Linked DNA regions of Sus scrofa: region 2 is linked to region 1. The links are chromatin contacts, called in public Hi-C maps. All regions are on one chromosome and are shown on one strand. The core of a region is the stretch at or near the end of the contact, and the rest is flanking DNA. Distances in the headings are between cores, read along the strand shown.

Region 1 (6,194 bases), core at 2,097-4,596:
TTTGTGATGTTTGTTGAGAATTGGGAGAAACCAGGACATTGCCTCTATAGTATTAATGAAAACCTTGAGAATGTCATTAACATACAAACCTAGTGTTTTTGTTTTGCTGCCATTAACAAATGCCATTCTTATATTTTTTTTCTGGCACAGTGTTGCTTTACTATCTGCATGCCATCTCTTACAAGTTTAGTTTGTATGATGATTTATTGTTGTTGTTTTTCCCTAAAGAACGGAGTTAATTGTTGGGGGTAGAGTATAGGGAAGATCGAAATATTCTGAAATTCTCCTTACTGTTCCTTTCTGTCTAACCTTGATATATGCCTGGATTTTAACTTTTTTTTTTCCTTTTCATGTGCTATTTTTGATGTCAGCGGATATTAGCATGATATTCCAATCAAGGCTTTTCACTCTTAAACGTTTCAGGTAGGCTCTGGCATATAAATCATACATGTAAAAAGAAAACTCAAAAAAGTATGTGTGCAGGCTAGGGGCCTCATTTGTCTTTGGCAGAGGCATCACTGCTCCTGTTTCCTTAACTAGTAAACAGATGGTGTCCACTGCCATTGACTAGATGCCCAACTTGTTTTCCATGTGGCAGTACAGTTCTGGCCATCTGATGGAGAGGAGCTGTATCATCACAGCTCCTCATACCTAATTTATGTCATAAAATGACTATTAATACCTGCCCCAAACTAGAGGAAGCTGTTTACCATGAAGCTAAGCTTAAGACTTAAGCCTTTCTCCTTCCCTACCCTCATGAATTAATTTTACTTCAAGGATCTCCTTTGCCTTTTCTTTATATTGCTTCAGCTTTACACATAAAAATACAGTGGGATATTGAGCCAATTATCCAAATACTCCAGGTTCTAAACACACTTTAACCTGGGGTGTCAAGATAATTAAGACACAATTGGATTGTTATTAACATCATTAGTGAGGGCAAATGACATCTAAGGTAGCCATATTAAAAATGAACAAGCGTGGATTATCACATTCTTGAACTAGGTGTAAAAAGAAACCCTTGATGGACTTCTAAAACTCCAATGATTATTCTTCGTAGTAATAAGTTATCTTACATGGTTTTTCCTTTAGTTTCTCAAATACTACAGTACTGTGGTACATGAAATATGTATCCTGTAAATATAAATAACTAGGATCCTGATTTTTTTCTCATAAGCTTTATTAATGGTAGACATAGTATTTCACAACCATAGACAGCCTACTAAGATCTTTCCTATTGTTCACCTACCTGTCCTCACTGCTTTTCCCTTGAGATTTCTTTATACGGCTTTCTGATTGACTGTTTTGGCTTCATAACTTTGTACACCTTCTTGAGGCTAGGGTCACTTAATCTCAAAATAATTTGCCATCCAACATCAACAATTGTTCACTAATACTCTCATATACTTCCTTTTTAAAAAAATTTTAAGTAATACTAAAAAACCCCCTGCTCTTCCGTCCTACCTATCCTTAATAATGTTCTCATGGTCTAGGTTACTTGTTGAGATTTTCCATTATTTGGACCAACAGGAAAAGCTTGGGTTCTCTGTTGAAAACAGACCTTCCCACAAGAGCAGTCAAGGCCTCACAATGCCACCTGAATTTGGTTTGCTGTTGTACCTGACTTGAGAACCTATAAGCACCTTCGAATCACTCAGACAGTAGATGTGGCTGTCATGTTAATAACAGTGGGAAGTCAGTTGGCTCCTGTCGCCTGCCAAGTATCCAAGCACAATCCTTTTTTTTTTTTTTTTTTTCTTTTTTCCTTCCAACATCTTAGACAGCTCAACCTGAGGGCCAGCCGTAGACCCCCGCGGTCCCCCGGCTGCAGCGAGCTGGGCAGTTCACGTGCCTCAGCAACCCATTCCCCAGAGTGCTGGCTGCGCAGCACCGCTCTGGGGAAAGGAGCTCTGGTGCTGAGAGTAGCGCCTCCTCCGGGGGAGGGCCGGGAGCTGGCCTGCGCAAGCTTTCCTAGGGAGTTGCCTTAAAGAAAGCAAGCGGGATTGCAGATAGCTCCAGCTGCCTGCTTTTTAAATACAGTTTTAAGCAGCGTCTTCACTCCCTTACCTTCTGCAAAATTGCAAATCACTACCAACCTCGCACCAAAAAGAAGGGGGCGGGGGTGGGTGGGAGGGGGGAGAGCAAATCTCCTTCTCCCTTCTCACTTTCCCTTCCTTTCCAGCTCTCTCTTCCTCCCTTCCTTCTGCCGCAGCCGCTTGTCTCTCGGACTGTGTCTCTCTCCAACCGGACTTAGCAACTTCTTGCTTATTTCTCAGCCCGTTTTCCATTTTTTCCACCCTTTGCCATGAACTGGACCGACAGACGCAGGGGAGGCTGTGCTTTCTGCCCCAGGGAATGGCGATTCGCTTCCCGGGGCCGTGCCGGGGAGGATCGGCAGAGAAGAAAGAAAGAGTGATAAAGAGCTGCTGAAAGGAAGAGAAGGGGGACCTCCGTCTGCCGCGGGCCCCGCGCGCAGTAGCGCCCGGGATGGTCCCGAGCTCTCCCCGCGCCTTCCGCGCCTCCAGTGGCTGCGGTCCCCGAGCGCTGGACACCTTGGGCAATCTTTAAAAATCCCAAAGTAGGGAGAGACCCTGGAGGACTGAAGTCGGGGGTGGGGGTGGAGCGGAGAATTTTGCAGAGCTTTTCCAAGAGAGAAAAAGAGGAAGTCTGATTCTTTCTGCCTGTGCTAAGCTTTTAACTTGAAGGCGTCTCTTTGGAGCATCTAGTATTCTCCAGGAGTTGCCGAAAGCTGAAACTTTCGACGCTCCCAGGCTGGGAGGAGAAGGAGGGATTCCGAGGGTGGGATTGGGAGGAGGGCGAGCGGGCGTGTGTGCGTGTCTGTGTGTGTGTGTGTGTGGCGGGGTGGGAGTGCCTGGGGGACCTCGGGGACTCCGCGAAGAGGGCGCACCATGGCAGCGCCGGGCAAGGCCGCGCGCGTCGGGGCTAAGCCCGGCCACGGGGAGGCGAGGCCGGCCCCCGCAGATGGCCGGGACAAGCACCCTCGCGTCGCCACCGCACCGCCGCGGGACTCGGGTTGCCGCGGCTGCTGGGGAGACCTGGTGCTGCGGCCGCTCCGGCGCTGCCGGAAACTTTCCTCCGCGTTGTACGCGGGCTCCCTGTCCTTTCTGCTGGCGCTGTTGGTGAGGCTAGTCCGCGGGGAGATCGGCTGTGACCTGGAGCGGAGTAAGGAGGCGGCGGCGGCGGCGGAGGAGGAGGAAGCGGCCCCGGGCGCAGAAGGGGGCGTCTTCCCGGGGCCGCGGGGTGGTGCTCCCGGGGGCGGCGCGCCGCTCGGCCCCTGGCTGCAGCCCTCGGCGCTGCTCTTCAGTCTCCTCTGTGCCTTCTTCTGGATGGGCTTGTACCTCCTGCGCGCCGGGGTGCGCCTGCCTCTGGCCGTCGCGCTGCTGGCCGCCTGCTGCGGGGGGGAAGCGCTCGTCCAGATTGGGCTGGGCGTCGGGGAGGATCACTTACTCTCGCTCCCCGCCGCGGGGGTGGTGCTCAGCTGCTTGGCCGCCGCGACATGGCTGGTGCTGAGGCTGAGGCTGGGCGTCCTCATGATCGCCTTGACTAGCGCTGTCAGGACGGTGTCCCTCATTTCCTTAGAGAGATTCAAGGTCGCCTGGAGACCTTACCTGGCGTACTTGGCCGGCGTGCTGGGGATCCTCCTGGCCAGGTACGTGGAGCAAATCTTGCCGCAGTCAGCGGGGGCGGCTCCGAGGGAGCATTTTGGGTCCCAGCTGCTTGCTGGGACCAAGGAAGATATCCCGGTATTTAAGAGGAGGAGGCGGTCCAGCTCCGTGGTGTCCGCCGAGATGTCCGGCTGTAGCAGCAAGTCCCATCGGAGGACCTCTCTGCCCTGCATACCGAGAGAACAGGTAAGCGCCGGCAGCCCCTCTCTCGCGCCTATGGGGAAAACTTGAAACCCTTGAGATCCATCACAAAGTGGAGGGGATTCGATCGCTGGGAACAGAAGGAAAGATAGCTTAGAAAAGCGCTCTAACTTCAGCCTTAGTTGGAAACTAGCGAATTTCCCCCCTCCTCTCACGCAATATTTTATAACCTTGAACAACAGGAACACGAATAAGTAATAAAACTAGATGGCATTTGCAGGGTCTTCCACAGCTGGGCCAACTTTTTAGATTTGCTACACCTGGCGTATGGCGCCTTTGCACTTTTAAGTGCCCACATACTTTCCTCCTTTAGCAGAAATGTTCGAATTAAGTTTATTTATTTATTTTAATTTTTTTTTTAAGCAGTGGGTGATTTTTAAGACTTGGATTTTTACTAGGTTTCTATTTCTTTTTATAAAATTTCTTTCCTCTAAAGGGACAGGTAAACGTTTATGGAAGTCAGTAAAAATATTCTAGAGTACAAACAAAGAATACTTGAAGTGAGGTACTGATTATTTTCTGGTTTTGCAGTGTCTTAATTGAGGAGATTGTGTTTGGTGGTGCCCAGTTTGTTTTTAAATGTAATTTGGGGACATACATTATCACATGCTAATCTGTTTTGTTTATAAACTTCAATTTGGGGAATAGTTTTTCTTGCGCATCAGAATTTGTCAAAATTGTGGACTGTGCTTTAATGTAAACTAAAAAGAGACATTTCTCTTATGTATCTACATACTTAAGTGAATATTTAGAAATTCAAATGGATTTATGCAGGAAATATTAATTCAGGAGAGTATTTTTAAATCTGGTGATATAAGTATTTCAGGGAGGAGGAGGAATCTAGTATTATGAGTGAAGTTATTCCGGATAAAAGTTCAGTGAATTTTGGGGACCAGTAGCCTTATTATCATTAAGTGTTTTGAGACCCTTATAGCTGCTATAAGGGGCATTAAAGGAACAAATCCTAATTTTAAATGCAGATTGTATCTGAAAAGGAATACTTAGTGTTCACCTCTCTACTCCAAGCAGATTTGACACTTGGGTGGGGGTGGCAGAGAGCTGGTTATGTACAGCAAATGGAAATTTACACTTTCCCATTTAAATTTATGCTTGTGTACCTGTGGTGCTATTAGAACAACTTTAGGGAGTGAGAGACTACTCTAAGACATAGTGAGCTTTTTCTTTTTAGGTTATTCTGTGGATAATCATTTGGGTATTTCTAAGAAATAGCAGTCACCATATGGTGTAGTGGCCAGTTTGTTTCTGAAATGGAGTTGATTACACAGAATGTGGTTGTTTGACATTATTTAGCAGAATGGATGACAGCATCATAGTCTCTATGTTTGCTTTAAAACAAATGTACTTATTTAGCTTTTTGTTTAGATAAAGCAAATATTTCTTCGGTTTAGCTTACTCTGAGAATGAAGTTAAAAACAGGCCACTGACTGATACTTAGTTTTGCTAGAAATTTGGAAATCAGCAGAATAAAGTAACCTATCTATTTAAGGGTAAACCAATTAGGGGAAAAACACATTCTAATTTCTTTTCAAAGTTACCGGAGGGAATGTCTTTTAAATAAAAGCACTATTAGTTTAAATACGTTTCAAACACACTTAATTTATGGGGAAATGTGATTTAATCATTGCAAAATTGAACCTGAATTTCTAAGGCAAATCTGTGATATAATCATAAATAACTTGACTTTAAATTAATCCTCGAAATTTACTTTCTGAAATTCCACATTAACATTTAGAAGTTAAGGAGTTAAGGGTGGATTTAACATAAGAAGATGTTTAGGTGAATTAACCAGTGGTGTTAATTAAGCTGTGGGTTTTTATTGGTTTTCTCTGGTTTGAATTGATAAATGGGGGGTTTGAATTATCTGCAAATTATAAGAAAATAACAGCATTGCACTTTTAAATGTTTTTGCTGATGAATGCTGTTGAAAATTATCTATTTTGGTCAGTTTCTTTGGTCACCATTTTTTTTTTTTTAAAGGCCGTGTTTATGAAGACTATTCTAAAGTGAGAGATTATCTCTTGGCGGATGAAAAAACAAGGTTACATTTAGTAGAAATTTATTTACTTGAAATTTTAATGAGGGCATGGGTGAGTGTGTGCGTGTTACTTAAGACTAGTTTTTATATATGAGCCATGAAAGTTGTTGCTGAGCATAATTGTGGGGAGTGGGTGGGAACTAGCGTGCAATAGGATCTTATAAGACAGGGCAATATCTCATACGTTAGCCAAACTGTGTGAAAAGTTCAGGAGCTATATAGTGAATGGCTTATCTGTTTATCACAAGGAA
Region 2 (6,194 bases), core at 1,402-3,901, 480 kb before region 1:
CACACTACTATCCCCCTCATCTAACCTATCACAATGAACTGTGTATAGTCAACCCCCAGATATCTTGAATTGATTTCCCCCCATGTCCTTACCATCTTCTGACTTATGTTTAATCCATCACCTTCTCCCCACTGTACCACTGGAAGAACTTCCTAATCGGTCTCCCTCCCACTCTTATCCTCCTATGGTCCACCTCCTTAAATGCAGATAGGGTCACGTCATCTCCTTGCTTATCATCTCCTTTGCACTCAGGGTAAAATACAAACACTTAACATTGCCTTTGAGGTGCTGCAGGCTCCAGCCCGTGCCTCTCCCACCGGCCTTATCCTGCCTGATATCTTGTTCATGATCAGCGGGTACAGCTAACTTCCTTTCAGCTCCCAGCACAGTAAGGTAGCACCAAATTCTTTACTGAATCAGGGCTTTTAATGATGCTGTTCTTTTGCTTGGATTCCTTTTTACTCAGCTCCTTCTGCAGGTTTCAGTAGCCTCAGGCCATTCCTTCAGATATTCCAAATAAATTAGCTCCACCCCCTCTTACTTTTCTCATCTGTGACAGCACCCTGATCCTTCCCTTCTCAACAGAAATTTCACTGCCAATCATGTGTATTTGTTGATTTATTATGTACACGTCTCCCAATCAGAGTGGATGAGATGGTCTTTTGTTCTACATTTGACTCAGGTTCTTTTTTCTTTTTTAGGGCCACACTCATGGCATATGGAGGTTCCCTAGGCTAGCAGTCCAATTGGAGCTACAGCTGCCAGCCTACCTCACAGCCACAGCAACACAGGATCCGAGTCATATCTCCGACCTACACTACAGCTCATGGCAATGCCAGATCCTTAATCCATTGAGTGAGGCCAGGGATTGATCCCTTAACCTCATGGTTACTAGTCGGATTCATTTCCACTGCACCACAATGGAGACTACTACATTTCACTCTTGACGGAGGGATACTTTTGTTTTTCTCCATTTTAGCACTTAAATTTCATTGTCTATTTTTATTTTTCTGTTCACCCCACTCAACTGTCAGCTGTATTACTGGGCTTTCTGTTATTTTTGCTTAATATTATCACCAAATTCTTTGCAGAGAGTAGTTAATAAAAGATGACATGTAATGAAATTATGCTGATGTATATACTTTGGTGGCTGAGTGTCGGTGGCCAGATGATTGAAAGAGCACAACATAGAAACCAATAAGATTCTAGAGACTTGAATATGAATGTTATTTTAATTTGTGTGTGGTATATACCCATATGTAAGGGGTGGCATACCTTTCAATTTTAGAACATTACTGATTCCATTTAACTTCATTCTGAGTTAATTCTCTAGGAGTTCCCTTGTGGCTCAGATGGTTAAAGATCTAGCATTGTTGTGCTGTGGCTCTGATAACAGCTGTGCTGTGGGCTTGATCTCTGGCCAGAGAAATTCTACATGCCATGAGCACAGCCAAAAAAATAAAAAAAAATTTTAAAAACAGTTAATTCTGTAAATGTAAAATCACCTCTGATTTACCTTTCATGTTTTCTTGACTCATTCACTGTCAAACAACTCACATCCCTTTTTTTAAAAGGTAGAAACCCTTATCCTACTATGTGTTGCCATTTTTGTTTCAGAACCATGAGCCATGTTATGTATACCAGCAACAGGGAATTAAGCCACCAGCAGTGAAAGGTCATTAAGGACAGATGAGCAAGATGCACAGTTGCCAGCCCTTCACTGGAGTGTGTAGGGGGGTGGGGAGCAGAAAGGGAGTGAGGAGGGAGGGAGGGAGGGAGGAAGGGAGGGCAAAAGAGAAGGAGGCATTGGGAAGTCCAGTATCAGAAACAATACGCTTTGGAGGAGGAGCTTTTGAATGTCTGTGAAGAAGTCACCGTTTACTAGCTGTTTGACCCTGGACATGTCAATCTCTCTGGGTCTCCGTTTCTTTTCCTTGTAAATGAAAGGACTAAAACCCATTAGCTATACTTTTCTTGTTTATGATTCTTTGATTCTTATTTTCTCTGTACTGGTGGGAGCACAGGAAAGAATGTATCTGAGGAAAAAAAGGATGGGAAAAAGATGATTAGTTGTGGCAGAAAAGGAAGATAACAGAGAGAGACCTGAATGGTGATTATGAAAGGGAAAATACATGAAAAAGTAAAGATTCCTATTGCCCCTCACGGCTTCTTTATTTAACAAATATTTATTAGTAGTAATAAATACTTACATAGCATTACTATGTGTGAGCTATTGCTCTAAGGGCTTTAAAAAGGTGAACTCATTCGATATTTAGGAGCTAAGTACTACTGTTACCCCTTTTGAGAGCTGAGGAAACCGAGGCACGAAGAGGTGAAACAACTTAACCGAAGTCAGATAATCAGTTAGGACCAGGGCTGGGTTTCAAACCCCGGCTGTCTGGCTCCAGAGTCATGCTGTTAGAATGCTTGCTTTACTGTTAGAATTTTCCTCAATGAAAATCTCCACATCAAAGACAAAAACTTATTGAACTGTAACAAAAATAATAAATCACTCCAGACGTATTTAGGCTTACGCATACCCTATTTGTTTCTGTGTAATTACACTTTCTCAAGAGCCTGCCACATTTGGTATCACTGTTTTCTTATGGACTCTTCAAGCAAGACTAATGCAAAATGGAGAGGATTGTTCTTTGTTCAGCTGCAAACCAGGTGGCACAAAGCACAGAGAAGAAAGCCAGGTTCCAGAGAACTTGTGAAGGGAATGGACAAAAGCAAGCTCAGGCAAGGCTTGCATTTAGTCGGGAAACATTTTCATTCAAAGGCTTGCAAACTTTAAAACATTTGAAGTGTATATCCTCTTTTCTTCCCACCACTCTAATTTAAGAAAGAAAAACAACTTCAAAAAGCAAGACTATTAAAATAGATTGGCTCTGCCATTAGGAAACATTTTAAGTTCAAGCGCCATGTCCATCTTGTACTGCAGGAGGCACCATCACATTAATAAAACAGTGAATATGCAATTCCTCCCCCTACACCTCCTCATCATTTTTTTTTTTTTCCCCAGCATGGTGACTACTGATTTTAATTGTCCCATTTCTCCATACAGCTTGTTTTCTATTCAGAAATAAAGAACTTACAGGTTTTGTAAAAAGGTGGCTCTAGGAATTGATTGGTGCTTGTATATGTAAGACTAAATCCACCTCTTCCTAGTCTTTTGATCCATTGTGAAATTTAATTTCTGGTACTCATAACATTTAAGAGTTTCACACCTTAGAGCTGGAAGGAACTAGGAGATCATTCTCTTGATTTAATTCTCTCATTTTGCATATGCAGAAATAAGACCAGAGTGTTTGAATGCCTTGCCCAGGACAGCTAGTGGCTTAACCAGGGTTGCCTGCCAGGCTTTTCCATGTGGGTTCTCTCCCTGCACATGAGACCAAGCTTAAGTGTTTGCTTAGTCTGGGATTCAAACCCCTAGAATACAGTCTCTTTGCTCCTCCCCAAGCAAAACCTCACATCATCCACTACATCTCCCTTTATTTTCTTTCTTTCAGTACAACTTGTTTTAGAAGATTATTGTGAGTATCCGGGGAGTTAATGCTGATTTCTAGGGGTCTGTTCAGATTTGCTAAAACTTTAAACTCTCTGGGTATCTAGAGAGCTGTGCATCATAGTTGCTTTGGGGCGATGCTTGCAGAGAAAAGACCTGAATGCTGGGGCCTGGGCTTCCCTGGGGTATTGCAATCATGCTGTCAGAGTGTGTTAGAACCCAGCTTCCTGCCCCTGATCCTGCTGCCCAGCTGTTCTCTCCCCCCTCATCTTCTTTTCATATTTTAGTTAAATATACATGTAATTTGCATTAACATTCTTGTTCCTGTATCCCCATTCTTAAGATTTAGACTTGGTATCCAAGGATAGACCCTGAACTCTTCCTCTCTCCAGAGCCAATTTGTATACTCCTGCAGTTGCTTCTTTCCTAAAAAAAAAAAAAGAAAAAAAGAAAGAAAAAATCATGCATTTCACTTGTCAAAGTTAATTCAGAAAACTCCAGTCCTGGTCATCTTGTCATCCTGTTAGTCCTGTAACCTAGAACATCTCTATCAACTGAGAGCTCCCTGTCACTATTTCACATTCAAAGTCTGGCCTTGCTAACTAGATTGTGTGTGACCTGTCCCAGGACTTAATCACATCTTCTTGCTCCTCAGTATAGGTATTTATCTAGGAAATATGCTAACTCAAGTCCCTGCCCCTTTTCCTAACTCTTCTTCCTAACCTCATTGTGATATGAAATTACCACATTATGGTTATTTTGATTTATCAGATTTCAGGATGCTGATTAAACCACATTTGCCTATGAGTTAATACTTGCTAAAATGTCACCTGTGAATGTGGCCTGCCCTTCTCTCTTACTTTCAGGTGGTGAACTGACCCAGAAGACAGGTGGGCTCCTTGACTTTCTTCTTTTACTACAGCTGGAGAATCTGTCTGACAATGAAATTTAGATTTGGAGTTAGGTGGAAGGAGAAATTTCCCCTTAGGCCTTAAACCCTATTTACCAGAGTGTCTGCACTGAGGTTTCAGGTTTGAGCTGAGACAGAAATAATACAGTGTCCTTTGATTTTGCTTTTGAGCCTTTGTTTCTGTGAGATTTTTGGAGGGAAGAAAGTCTTGAGATTTCTATGGAGAGATAGTATATCTAATGTTAAGGCAGGATTTGGGCACTAAGACTTTTTAAGTGAGAATATAAAGATTTATATATATGTGTGTGTATATATTAATATACCTATGACCTATTTATTTGGTAACTGGAAGTTTGTATCTTTTGATCCCACCCTCTTCACCCATCCTCTTCCCCCTCCCCAAAATGTCTCTGGCAATTACCAATTTATACTCTTTATCTGTGAGCTTGGTTAGGGTTTTTTGTTTTGGATTGATGGCACATATAATTGAGATCTTTCTTTGACTTGTTTCACTTAGCATAATGCCCTCAGGATCCATCCATTTAATCAGAGATGGCAAGATCTCATTCTTTTTTATTTTAAAGGGCTCAATGATATTCCAGCTCATGCACATGTGTGTGTGTATGTGTGTGTGTTCTGAATTTTCTTTATTCATTCCTCCATGGATGGGCACTTAAGTTGTTTCTGTATCTTGGCTATTATTTCTAACTTTTTAATGAGAGAGCCTGAAGTAGGTAAACCTGGTTCAAAGGAGTACAGTAGAGGGAGATATTTTTCGTCACTGAAACAATGCATACGGAATGAATGATTGTTAAATTAGGCACAATTCCAGTTAATGCCTAAAGAGCAATTAAGGTATCAGAGTTCCCTTGTGGTACAGCAGGTTAAGGATCCAGCATTGTAACTACAAGGGCTCATGTTGCTGCTAAGGTATGGGTTCAAGCCCCGGACTGGGAACTTCCACATGCCATGGGCATGGCCAAATTTTTTTTTTTTAAAGAGCAATTAAAGTATAATACTTGGGGTCATCTTTTTCTCCCACCAGACAGAAGTTATTTGGGTCTTTATTTGATAAAATCTCTACTAGACAAAATTTACTTTTATTTTTATTAGACAAGAGTCATTTGCATCATTATAAGTTCTCTGTGGGTTCACATCTATCCATAGAGTTTTAAAATGTTTTAATCAATAGTAAATGGTAAGTCAAAAGTGTACCCTAGAGAATTAAATAAACCTTAGATGTATTTGTTAAACAAGCTCTAGCAAGGCACTGAAAGAAAACATAGTCATCTACTTGTCTGTTTCCAAGTTTTAGATATTTTTTCTTTAGTAGCCCCAATTTATAATCACAGTAATCACAATTGCCAGTAGTAATTCTTTTTTTGGCCATGCCCACAGCATGTGTAAATTCCTGGAGCCAGAGACTGAAACCACACCATAGCAGCGAGCTAACCCCTTGCATCGATGCCAGATTCTTAACCCACCTTGCCACAAGAGAACTCTACCTCCAATATTAATTGATTTTAAAACATGTTCTGATGTCATTTTGTTTTGGTCTGATTCATTTCCAAAGGCACCGCAAAGTACTTATTAACTTATATAAGCCACCTTGTACTATGGTTAGCGTATATAGAAACTATGGTACTAGGCAACTACTAAGTCAGAAAATTAACTTTTCTGTATAGGTTTCATAAGAAATTAAGAGTGTATTTTTAATAGGCTCTATCCAGAGATTTTTAAGCAAAATTTCAAGAACATGTATAAATAACAATA

The links. Hi-C and Micro-C count contacts between places; a contact is called where the count stands out from the background.
Region 2: a contact with region 1 is called in a Hi-C map of embryonic fibroblasts, with 5 times the contacts expected there. The contact joins the enhancer-like site here to the promoter of PDE3A in region 1. A contact is called at or near these places in 4 of 5 promoter capture datasets (fetal liver, fetal skeletal muscle and liver), 14 of 47 Hi-C or Micro-C datasets (embryonic fibroblasts, epiblast stem cells, fibroblasts and 7 more) and 1 of 2 datasets of contacts at active chromatin or transcription factors (skeletal muscle).

The regions. Positions count from the first base shown.
Region 1 is chr5:52,734,923-52,741,116 of Sscrofa11.1, reverse strand. It overlaps PDE3A (phosphodiesterase 3A), which reads left to right and starts at 3,346. Exons shown (of 17, transcript NM_213736.1): 1 at 3,346-3,477; 2 at 3,508-3,872. The coding sequence starts at 3,348.
Region 2 is chr5:53,218,303-53,224,496 of Sscrofa11.1, reverse strand. No RefSeq gene overlaps it. Among named protein-coding and RNA genes, the nearest start is that of AEBP2, 470 kb to the left of the region's middle. Within about 2 kb of position 2,651, at least 4 of the 83 cell types and tissues checked have an H3K27ac peak or open chromatin away from gene starts, as enhancers often do.